Regions from separate parts of the Rattus norvegicus genome. Here region 1 is linked to region 2. Evidence: chromatin contacts called from public Hi-C data. All regions are on one chromosome and are shown on one strand. The core of a region is the stretch at or near the end of the contact, and the rest is flanking DNA. Distances in the headings are between cores, read along the strand shown. Region 1 has its middle 270 kb from the start of Sulf2. Region 2 has its middle 190 kb from the start of Sulf2.

Region 1 (2,733 bases), core at 78-2,577, 72 kb after region 2:
TCAGTATCCCTGGTCCCCTTGCTACCTTTAGGAAAAGTGCGTGTGTGTCCTCACCACTCTTTAGGCTGGGGCAGCTACTATGAGGTTGTTTTTGCCTATGCCCTGTGAGCAGGTCAACGGCCAGTCAGAGCCAGCAGCCAGAAAGCCTAGGTGACTTTCTTGAAACGCGTGTCAAGAGGCAGCCAGGTCCCCAACCCGAGTGAACAGTGCACAGAGACGCCTGTGTCTCAGGGATGGGAACACAGCAGTGATAAGAGAAAAGTGTCACTCATGGTCAGTCTTCAGGACTGGGGGAATCTCTCTTTCTGCAACATATACTAACCGATCCTGGCTCATGCACGGAGTCGTGTCCACCTATTTGAACTTCTGAAGCAAAGTCTGAAAAGTCCTACTATGTGTGTCTTTCTTTGGCACGTAGGCTTTCATACATGGCACCTTAGTCCTTCTCTTGGTTCATCTCACAGATGCTTTTAGGATAGATGCTCTGTGAACTGTCTAGCTTGTGTGCTTGGCTCAGTGCCTGGCTTCCAACGAGCACCAGCGCTGCTAACAGGCCACGTCCTGACGCCTGCCACTGCCCTTGAGCACCGAGTCTGCGCTCACTAGGACGGTCTTGGCACTCATGGTCTCTGACAGTTCTCAGAAATCCAATTTTCTGCTTTGACCCAGGGTCAGAGACTCTGGTCAATAAGCAAGAAGAGTGTTCATCAAAAATTGCCTTAAATAAGAACGTGAACAGAAAGGGCACTGCAAGGGAAATACCACATACAGTGAATGCGGAGCCCAAGAGACAGCTGTTAGTCCAGGAGACTTGGAAAAACAGATTAGCAGGACAGAGGGACATGGCCTGGCACCCAGTACTGCCCCGAGCATGTGTCACCTTCCCCTGCTGACTTAAGGACCCTGGTGGCTGGTGGGAATCTGCACTTTAACTCAGAGTTTCTCACACAGTGGGCTGTGATCCCCTTTGCCCGCTTTCACAGAGGTTACCTAAAACCATCAGAAAAGGCAAATATATACATTAAAATTAAAATGTATACATTAAAATTCATAACAGAAGCAACGTTACAGTGGTGACACAACATCGAAACAATTTTATGGTTGAGAGAGGGTCACCACAATATTAAAGTGTTACTATGTATTAAGCCGCATTGGGAAGGTTGAGAGCCACTGCTCTAACTCAACATTGTATCCAAACTCCATTGTACACCACGGCCAAGGGCAGCACCACGGACAGTCTCCCTGTGACCCGGGAGGCTTCATCTCCGTGTCCACAGCCTCGGCGGACCCAACACCAGCACTGCCTTTGAGCTTTGAGTAGAGCCAGAGTTTCCGTCATAACTATCTCTGAAGGTCAGCCAGCTCAGCCTGGAAACTTCTCGAGCCACAGCGTCACCACATTCCAATGCGGCTTCAATTTCTCCAGCGGTTTCTTCAGGGGAAGGCTAATTGAAACCATGCGAAGTCATACAGGCACTCTGTCTTAAAGATGCAGGGAATGTGAAGAGAGACACTGGATAATGGAGTGACTCTTGGGGGAAGGTGCGTGTGTGTGCTCATGCGTGTGGAGGCCAGAAATTGGTGTTGGGTATCTTTCTCAATCATCTCTCCAATTTTTTATTCTTTTTGGAAACAGGACCGCTTGCTGAACCCAGAGCTCACTGATTGGCTAGGCTGGCTAGCCAACAAACTGGGGAAGGGGGTTCCTCTTTCCCTGTACCACCACCCCGCACAGGGCTCCCACGCCTGAACTGTCCATGGCTTCTGGGAATCTGAACTCAGGTCCTCAGGCTTGCACTGCACACACCATATCCACTGAGCCATCACCTCAGCCCCTTTGGTGACTCTTCTCTTGGAGTCCCCTATGCATCAAGGTTGAGTGGTATCTGACCCCCCTCTTCCTTCTCCTGGACAGACGAGTGCCTGGAGTGCTGTTGTTAGCCACCCCTTTCCGGCTGAGACGCCTAATACACATTTTAAAGTTTAAGAAATGTCAAAGAATCCTGTCCATCAGGAATATTGGTTACACGCGACAGGAAACCAGAGTGAATGGCTTTAGAGGAAGGGAATTAAGCATCCATCTCTTAATAGCTTTAGGAACAGCTATAATGAAGTCACCAGAGCCCAACTGTCAGAATCCTTGGCTCCTCTTTGTTTCCTCTCGGGATCATTCCTAGAGCATCTCTTGCTCCCACTGTACGATGACAGCTTAACCCAGTGGGGAAAAGTCTCTGCCCTTCCCTAAAGCCACAAGTCTCCATGTACCTCCCTGGCCCTTCGTGTGTCATGGGCTTTTCTCTGAGTCAATGAGAGGAGCTGAAGGGGGAAGAGCTAGTAGCCTCGGCCACTTGACAAAGGATTAGTCCAGCCCTCCATGAGAGGGAAACTGGGAAGAGGCTGGGCTGCCTTCTGGGTCGTCCCTGCAAAGATCATGCATTAGAGTTGTAAAGGGAGGTGAGGTGTGGAGAGGTACGGCCCCAGGGTCCTCCTGTCTGAAGATGAAACTCTTCACCTAGATGAGTTCTCAGATACTGTGAGCTCAGAGAGCCCTCTTTGTGAGAACACACAGGCCATGGCAGTACAGAGACAGAAGACCCTAAGAAATGACTGGGGGTGAGAAAGTGGATTTTCTAAACAATAGCATAAAAAGGACGTGGTCACCAAGATCAGGGAGAGTCAATCGCTAACAACAGTAGCCAGCTCAGGTCCGATAGACAGCTATGGACTGACAGC
Region 2 (2,700 bases), core at 87-2,586:
TCCCTCGGCTCATTCATGCCCCGTCCCCAGCTGTGGACACAGCAGAGTTTATTCTGCTCCGATTTGCAAAGAACGCTCACCTGTCTTTTTCTTTTTCTTTCTTCCTACCAGTTACTTTCCATGCTCACGCGATCCAGGATCCAGTGTTTAGACAATATTTCTTTATATATACAAAGAAATGAGGCTAAAACACACGCAAAGCTAGGCAGGTCCCTCTCTGCCCACAGGGCTCCTGTAGTATGAAGAGGAGTTTCCTCCTGCGGGCTCAGCCTCTGCCCACCATGTAGAGTGAGTGAGGACACAAGGCCCAGCCGGGAAACAGAGTGGCCGAGCAGAGAAAGGCTGCGTGTGAAGGAGCATGGACCTGGGCAGTGCAAAGCCAGGGCCAAAACCGATCCAGCAGTCATGCCAGGGTGCAGCCTGCACAAATTCAGCAGCTCCTGATAGCATCGTCTACAGGCCTCGACATGCTGACTTGTCTGTGTGTTCATATGTGGGTTCAAGACGGGAGCAGAAGCAAGGTACACACAGGGAAACTGGAGGGGGCAGAGTGGGACAGACTGAAGGACACAGGAGGGGGGGAGGTGAGGGAGGATGCAGTTCTAGAAAGCAAGGAAAAGCAGAGGGAGGTGGGGGCAGAACAAGAGCTGCAGGAGTGGGAGGAGAAATTAGGATCGGGCCACTGAGGTCTCTAGCATTCAATGCTGGTGAGGGTTCACATCCCCAGAATGTTCTAGCAGCTGCTAAGTCAGGTGACAGTAATCCTGGGCTCCAACTGCCAGACTACCAGACCCCATGCCATACACACATCATCCAGGGCCTCTGGGTCTCCTGAGTACAGTTCACTGTGCCCACCCAAGAGACACGAGGCCTGGCATTGTGGAGTCAAAGCCAATGGCTCTCCCCAGGAAGCGGGAGGGACCAGATGTGCTTTTGTGGTCTCCATGGAGACCTGCCAACTAGGCGTCCTCCAAGGGCAGAGGCCTCCGAGCTTTAGTTTTTGACCGGCTTTTGATAGAATGCACACATTTTAAGCAAATCTGCTAGGCACGTGAAAGACCAAGGCGCCCTCCCAGCTACAGGGGCCCCAGCCGACCAGCACACCCAGAGCACCGACAGACAGCCGCGTGGCTGCCTCGATAGCAGTGGGCGTCACAGGTGCAGCTTTTGGGTTCTGCTCCGCTCCACCTGCCATTGTTTAAGCCTGCCAGCTCCGCTTCCAGCAGGAAGGCCCCGTGGCTCTGTCCTGGGTGAGAGGAAGAGTAATGACCTCCATGTGGCTTGAACAGGAAACAAAGCCAACCGGGCGAGAGCAGAGATGACTCAGAGAGTAGGAGTCTATTCATTTAGTCAGCAAAACCCAGGCCTTCTGAGAGCCAAGCCTGAGCAGGCAGCGCACAGTCCCTTCTCTAGGGCGTTGGATGCTCAGACATCAACAGCTGACGGTGACTCCCAGCCGAGGAGACAGAGACCACAGGTTAGAGAATGATGAGGATGAGGGGACAAGAAGAAAAGCAGTTGTGAGCAGTTGACACATGAGAAGGGACCTGAATGAGGAAAAGGAGCCAGATGAGAGTACAGGGAAGAGAGACCCAGGAGAAGGGAACAGCCAGGACGGAGGCTCAGAGTCCCCCAGCTGCTGGGGCACTTGGCCACGAAGATGGAGGATCTCCATCCCTCAGAAGGGCTCCTCCCTTTTTCTTTAAGGGTTTGTGAGGGCTGAGTGCCACAGGATCCCCCTCACACTAACCTGTCTATCAGCTTTCAAACAGGCCCTCTAAAACCCCAGAAGCAGCAGGTCCCTAAGGCCAGCAAGTTCCCAGCATCAGCCCCCATTCCAGGGGCAAAGCTGTTCCCCTCCCCCATGTCTCCTCCCATCAGCTTTACAACAACCCACATGCAGAGAGACGCCAGCTAGGACATCATTGCCCAACCCTTCGCTCTGCTGACAGAGCCTGGCAACTGTGTGTCTGGAGACCACCCCGAACCACCCACAGAAGGTCTCTTGGGAAATCCCTACGCTGGCTCAGCCTTGAGCTGATGGCTTGCTAAGAGCTTCAGACCTAGAAGGATCTGTCCAAAAACCCATATGATTAAAAAACTCCCAGACCTACACTCCCCTCCTGTCCTCTGGGATGAATGACTCTCAGGTGACATTTGGGGTAGTCTGATGGCCCAGGTCATTTTGGTCTGGGGGATGTTCTGTGTCTCTGTCTAGCTGTCCCCTTCCCTCCTCCTTCCCGCTCCTTCTCTTCCTGTCTCACTCCCTTCCTCCACCCCTTGCTTTCCACAGCTCTGAAATCACCAGCAGGGTTTGCAGCCTGGGTTCTTCCCAGATGGGAGGAGCCACTAATTTCATCTCTGCTCATGAAGAGTCAACAGATTCTTATTGGTGATATTGGAATTTGAACATGAAATGTGCCCCATTGGCTATGGGTTTAACTGCTGGGCCCCCGACTGGTGGTACAGTTTAGGAAGGTTAGAGCTGTTGGGAAGTGGAGTCTCGGAGGGGTGGATCCTTGAGGTTTTATAGCCCGGCTCCACGTCTCTGCTTCCTGATACAATGTAACCAGCCAGCCTTCGGTTCCCTGTCTGCTCCCATGCCTTTCCTGTGTCAGTGGAATCATCCTCTCAACCTGTAACCCAGAATAATGTCCCTTAAACGGCTTCTTGTCAGGAGCTGTGAAACAGGGAATGTCA

What was found. A called contact is a pair of places that touch in the nucleus more often than the background predicts.
Region 1: a contact with region 2 is called in a Hi-C map of Schwann cells, with 1.8 times the contacts expected there. The contact joins two enhancer-like sites. A contact is called at or near these places in 4 of 12 Hi-C or Micro-C datasets (Schwann cells, hepatocytes, kidney and 1 more).

The regions. Positions count from the first base shown.
Region 1 is chr3:175,589,319-175,592,051 of GRCr8, forward strand. No RefSeq gene overlaps it. Among named protein-coding and RNA genes, the nearest start is that of Sulf2, 270 kb to the left of the region's middle. Within about 2 kb of position 1,328, at least 13 of the 93 cell types and tissues checked have an H3K27ac peak or open chromatin away from gene starts, as enhancers often do. A contact at or near this core is called in Schwann cells, where this site is marked.
Region 2 is chr3:175,517,160-175,519,859 of GRCr8, forward strand. No RefSeq gene overlaps it. Among named protein-coding and RNA genes, the nearest start is that of Sulf2, 190 kb to the left of the region's middle. Within about 2 kb of position 1,337, at least 16 of the 93 cell types and tissues checked have an H3K27ac peak or open chromatin away from gene starts, as enhancers often do. A contact at or near this core is called in Schwann cells, where this site is marked.